Linked DNA regions of Zea mays: region 1 is linked to region 2. Evidence: chromatin contacts called from public Hi-C data. All regions are on one chromosome and are shown on one strand. Each heading gives the region's core, a stretch centred on a gene start, on an enhancer-like site or on the middle of the called end of the contact. The rest is flanking DNA. Distances are from core to core; before and after follow the strand shown.

Region 1 (3,348 bases), core at 403-2,902, 140 kb before region 2:
AATCCACGACCCCTGAAGTTAACAAGAAAACCAAGAATATTAAAACTTATAGTGTGGGTCCTTAAGAAGCTGCTAGCTAGTAGCTACAATCTATCACATACAGAAACAACATAAGAAGCTCGGTAAGAGGAAACTAAAACTCATGAAAATGCAAATCATGACAAAAAAAGACTTCAGGAAGCGCAGGAACAATCTCCAATCTTGATGTTAGAGATGTCAATAATTTTTTTAGGAAACAGGAGGGGTTGCCCTAACAGTATGTTATATATTATAAAAAAATGAATTAAAAGGGTGGGGGCACAAAGAAAAGCCAGTTCAGGGAACAAACGAAAATAAGTGAAAGACAGTACCTATCCAGGGTGGAAAACACATTTTGCACCTGCAAATTGGAAACAGGAAACACCTGCGATTACGATGAGTCGCACACAAGAAACTTACAGTTAAGGATGCAGCACAATGAGTCTATTTCTATTACTCTCAAATATACCTTTCATTGCACACCATAACTTTTGTGCATTATCATAACGAAACATCTTCTGTATAACTTATATAAGCCTAAATAACATTCTCACGGCCATTAGTTGGTATGAGACATATCAGACCCAGTTGATTATGAAACAGAAAAATTGCCTGTTGCAGAAGATGCTTGTCTGAGTGAGTAATCCACTAATCATCTAATCCTAATTCCTAAATGCGCAACAGATCCAAATTAGAGAAGCCACATACATACCTTCTGTAGGAATTTGTTAAGAGCCAGAAACTCTGCGAAGGGAAAACAGATATAAGAGTCTAGAATAACTCATAGGTCATAACTGGATAAGTCACAATGAAAGACTAGAGCTCCACCAGCTCTCTTCATTCACTTAGAGCATCTCCAAAAGTTTTTCAAAATTTCCTTCTCTAAATTATCGTTTGGAGAGTCATTTGCATAAAATCACATTCTATATCTTTTTACTCTCAGCTTTTAACCATTCTCGTTTTCTATCTTTGGTTAGCAAGAAATATGGAATGGAAGATGGTTATATTTGGATAACTATTTAAAGAAGTTGTTTAAGGATATTTTTTCCCACCAAAACCTCTATTCCTGGCAATTAAGAAGTATATAGAGTTTGGAGTTGCTCTTAGCAATAATGGTGCGCCTAACCTTCGAAGTTCATGGTGCCATTCCGATCGAAGTCATACATCCTGCACCAAAAGGCCGTTATCGTTGCTAGCCGCGAAGTAAAAAAAAAAAAACCCGGAAAAACAGAGGGAAGTAGGGAACATAACAGAAGGCAAGGGGTGAAAAGACGACCTAATCATCTGCTGCACGACGGAGATGGGGAAGTTGAGGTTGCCGACAGCGAGCGCGCCCTGGTGATGGTGGGAACCCAGCCGGTTGGAGCGCGTTAGCGATCAGCACTCAGCACCTCTAACGGTAGAACGGATCGGCGGGTGAAGGCTATGGCGAAGAGGGGAGCGAACCTGGAGCTGGGCAGCGGTGATGTTGCCGGTGCGGCCGGCGTCGACGCGGTCAAACCACTCCCGGAGCACCACCGCGTTCTCCATCTCTTGCCCCCGGCGTGGGGTGGGGACGGGGAACCCGCAAGCGCGAGGAGACGACCGGAGCGCCGGTCAGTACAAAGGACTAGACGGCAGAAGAGCAGAAATGAAGCGACGCATCAGCCCCCTCCAGGGTAAAGGTACAACTTTCTGCTTGGATTTTCGATCACATGGTCAATTTTAGAACTGCAAAGGCTGACGGCACAGCCAAATCTTGGCCACTTGCATTTTTAGTAAACGTTTGGTTTGCTGCCTCACTTAGGCCTTGTTCGTTTGTCCAGGAATGGACCAGGAATCAATCCAGCTGATCAAAACTTATATAAATTAGAGAACCAAACCGGTTAGAATTTGTTCTAGGCCTCCATTCCGAAACAAACGAACGGCCCCTTAGGCTTGTTCGTTTGTGCCGGATTGGTGGGTCGGAACGATTCCTAACCAAATTGTTTCTCTAATTTATATAAACTTTGACTAGCTGGAACGATTCCGGGTGCAATCCGACACAAACGAACAAGACCTTAGCCTCTAATCTATGGAATAAAGTTTAGAAGACTAAAACTTAGTCTCTACCTTATTTGGTTATAAGGACTAAAAATATTCAAAATATATTAAATAAATCATAAGAGGACTGAAATATCCCTCGTTAGTGCAACTGAAATAAAGGAGGAGTAAAAAGTGGAATTCATATAGTCTAGTCCCTTTTAATGACTCCTTAAGGGACTAAAGACTAAAACAGTTTAGTCCATGTTTTAGTCCCACCCTTTAGCAATTTATGGACTAAGGCCTCGTTTGGTTCCTTTAGTCCAAGAACTAAAGTTTAGTTAGGAAACTAAAATTTAGTCCCTACCATGTTTGGTTCTAGAGACTAAAATTATTCAAAACACACTAAACGAATCATAAGAATACTAAAATACCCCTTAGCATTCTCCCGCTATTAGTGTAACTGAAATAAAGGAGGGACAAAAAGTGGAATTTATATGGTTTAGTCTCTTTTAGTCACCCCTTGAGGGACTAGAGACTAAAACAGTTTAGTCCTAGTTTTAGTCACACTGTTTGTCAATTTAGGGACTAAATATGACTAAAATGAAGGGACTAATCTTTAGTCCCTCAAACCAAACGGGCCATAAATAAGACTAAAAAAGGAGGGACTAATCTTTAGTCCCTCAAATCGAACCCTTACTACAGTTTACTACATTTAAGATTATACAGATTTAACTAAATTTGACATGTTTAGCCACAGTAAGATAAGATATTTCTTTTTATGTATAGGTTTGTCGGGGACCATAATTAGGGGTACCCCCAAGACTCCTAATCTCAGCTGGTAACCCCCATCAGCACAAAGCTGCAAAGGCCTGATGGACGCAATTCAGGTCAAGGCTCCGCCCACTCAAGAGACACGATCTTGCCTCGCCCGAGCCCAGCCTCGGGCAAAGACAGCCGACCCAGGAGAATTCACGTCTCGCCCGAGGGTCCCCTCAAGCAACGGGCACACCTTCGACTCACCCGAGGCCCAGCTCGGGCAGGCTTCGCGGAGAAGCAACCTTGGCCAGATCGCCTCGCCAGCCGACCGGATCGCAGGAGCATTCAATGCAAGGATCGCCTGACACCTTATCCTGACGCGCGCTCTTCAGTCGACAGAGCCGAAGTGACCGCAGTCACTTCGCCCCTCCACTGGCTGACCTGACAGGAAAACAGCGTCGCCTGCCCTGCTCCGACTGCTATGCCACCCGCCAGGGTGAGACTGACAGTAGCCAAGTCCAGCCTCGGGCGCCATAAGAAGCTCCGCCTCGCCCGACCCCAGGGCTCGGA
Region 2 (3,039 bases), core at 452-2,951:
AACAGAGCCACACAGCAACCAGATGCATGACACACGGTCAAATTTGGGTCACGCACACAAGACATAGGACCAAATTCTAGAGAATTGTTTGTTTCCATATGTTTTGTTTCAGCTTACATTACTTAGGAATTGGATGCATGACGTGTCTCCTCCCAGGGGACTCCAATCCATCGTGGTCCTGGTCCAGCCTTTACTGAGTCTTGAGGTTTATGGTGCGGTCCATTCCCTCCACCAGCACCGTGGCTGGTGGCTGTCGTGTGCCCACGCCATGCCTCTGCTCGTCGCCAGTGCTCCCAACTCCAGCGTGTCTACCTCGCATCCTTGAAGTTGCATAGACTATGTTCCTATCCAGATAAATATTATTACCTCACACTGTAAATTCCTCTATGAAACACGGGACAAACCATGCCTATTTATTGGTGTTGAAGAAATTTTTCAATAAAGAGCGCATTATTAAACTCAAGAGTTAGCATCACGCCGATATAACACTAAATAAGATTTCACGCCTAGCTTCTGCACAACTAGGGTGCAACCAAAGACTTCCATGCACTATATTTCGGGTACAAGGTTTGGGTTCGGTTGCTACCTTTAAAACCCGAATAGAATAAATAACACGAAATATATAAAAAAAAGTTCTTAGTATGTGATGGTATTATTATATGATTTATGAATTTGTTAGCTAAAAATCATGATGATGTCATCCTAACGATAGCATATATATGTATATTCTATTTTCTATAGCCACTTGTTATAATAATATTACTTCTACTTAAATTATGCATCGTATATATTTTAACAAAATATACTAATCTATCTACTATTTGGTCTTTTCGGTGGATCGAACAGATCGAACCAAAATTATGGATCTATTCGGGGTTGGTAATTTCGGATTACCCTAATAGCCTATTTGAATTACCCTATTAGACTGAATGCCTAGCATATTAATATATGTTAACAGTATATTATAACTCAGACAGCACAAAAAGAAATTCCAAGCGGTAAAATAATGGTGCTAGCTTGGTGATGGAGGCAGGCCGCCCTCAGCTCCTCCTCACGTAACGGCTCACCGCAAGCATTTGTTTGTTTGTTTGTTTTAGAATGGGGGGATAGATAGGGTTGTTGAGCGTGGGCAGGACTGAACAGCGCCTCGGCTGTGGATGCTTGCATGACGACGCTCGTCTTTTCTTCCCTTTTTTTGGTGCATTATTCATCGAACCGTCCCGGAACGAGAAAAGAAAAATGAAAAAAAAAAACGCCCCCAATGGGTGCGCTGGTCGCGAAGTAGTAGTAGCCGTGTAACGCAACGCATTGGCCTTGGCCGTGAAAAAAAATCTGGGTGGCTTTTGGGAAGGCTCGGCTCGCCGTAGGCATGTCATGTTCATGGCGCATCCACGTCGCCCTGCCCATGAGCTCGCTGCTGTGCTGGGCTCTTGTCTCGGCACGGCAGTGTGAACGGCATCTGCAGCGAGAATATCTGCCCATGATTTCAACCTTTTCCTGCCTTCGCTAGGCTTATCCGGCAACAAACAAAACCTGCGCTTTTTTTTTCTGGAGGACGGCGCGCGCCGGTGAGCGTGTGGATGAGGCGCGGCCTACAGCAGAACCCACCCAGTCGAGGGCAAAAAGAGCCTCCTCCCCCGTCACTCGTTGCTCCGGCTATATATAACGACCGGCGCTATCCGTGTCGCAGCCTCCTCGCAGGCCGACCTTGCGTACGTACGTCGTAGCGGCCATGGACCCGTACAAGGTACGCCGTTCTTGTTTGCTGTCTCAATTCGTGTTTCGTCGTTGACGATGGATCGGACGGCTGTTCATATATGCATGCATGCTTGTGCAGCACCGCCCGTCGAGCGCCTTCAACGCCCCGTACTGGACCACCAACTCCGGCGCCCCCGTGTGGAACAACGACAGCTCCCTCACCGTCGGCGCACGAGGTCCCATCCTGCTGGAGGACTACCACCTGGTGGAGAAGCTAGCCAACTTCGACCGCGAGCGCATCCCGGAGCGCGTGGTGCACGCGCGTGGCGCCAGCGCCAAGGGCTTCTTCGAGGTGACCCACGACATCACCCACCTGACGTGCGCCGACTTCCTGCGCGCGCCCGGGGTGCAGACGCCCGTCATCGTCCGCTTCTCCACGGTGATCCACGAGCGCGGGAGCCCCGAGACGCTGCGCGACCCGCGCGGGTTCGCCGTCAAGTTCTACACCCGGGAGGGCAACTGGGACCTGGTGGGCAACAACTTCCCCGTCTTCTTCATCCGCGACGGCATCAAGTTCCCGGACATGGTGCACGCGCTCAAGCCCAACCCGCGGACGCACATCCAGGACAACTGGCGCATCCTCGACTTCTTCTCGCACCACCCGGAGAGCCTGCACATGTTCTCCTTCCTCTTCGACGACGTCGGCATCCCCGCCGACTACCGCCACATGGACGGATCCGGGGTGCACACGTACACGCTCGTCAGCCGCGCCGGCACCGTCACCTACGTCAAGTTCCACTGGCGCCCCACCTGCGGCGTGCGCTCGCTGATGGACGACGAGGCCGTCGCCGTTGGCGGCGCCAACCACAGCCACGCCACCAAGGACCTCACGGACGCCATCGCGGCGGGGAACTTCCCCGAGTGGACGCTCTACATCCAGACCATGGACCCCGAGATGGAAGACCGCCTCGACGACCTGGACCCGCTGGACGTGACCAAGACGTGGCCCGAGGACGCGTTCCCGCTGCAGCCCGTGGGCCGCCTGGTGCTCAACCGCAACATCGACAACTTCTTCGCGGAGAACGAGCAGCTGGCCTTCTGCCCGGGCCTCATCGTCCCTGGTATCTACTACTCCGACGACAAGCTGCTGCAGACCAGGATCTTCTCCTACTCCGACACGCAGCGCCACCGCCTCGGCCCCAACTACCTGCTGCTACCGGCCAACGCGCCCAAGTGCGCACACCACAACAACCACTACGACGGATCCATGAACTTCATGCACCGCCACGAGGAGGTCGACTACTTCCCCTCCAGGTACGACGCCGTCAGGAACGCGCCGAG

Evidence for each region. A called contact is a pair of places that touch in the nucleus more often than the background predicts.
Region 1: a contact with region 2 is called in a Hi-C map of ear, with 1.7 times the contacts expected there. The contact joins the promoter of LOC100277112 here to the promoter of LOC542230 in region 2. A contact is called at or near these places in 2 of 25 Hi-C or Micro-C datasets (ear and leaf).

What each region holds. Positions count from the first base shown.
Region 1 is chr1:7,233,537-7,236,884 of Zm-B73-REFERENCE-NAM-5.0, reverse strand. It overlaps LOC100277112, which reads right to left and starts at 1,652. Exons shown (of 10, transcript NM_001150772.2): 1 at 1,465-1,652; 2 at 1,295-1,353; 3 at 1,145-1,185; 4 at 731-762; 5 at 351-379; 6 at 1-12. The coding sequence starts at 1,548.
Region 2 is chr1:7,098,394-7,101,432 of Zm-B73-REFERENCE-NAM-5.0, reverse strand. LOC542230 (catalase 2) reads left to right here and starts at 1,701. Exons shown (of 5, transcript NM_001111840.2): 1 at 1,701-1,747; 2 at 1,838-3,039. The coding sequence starts at 1,733.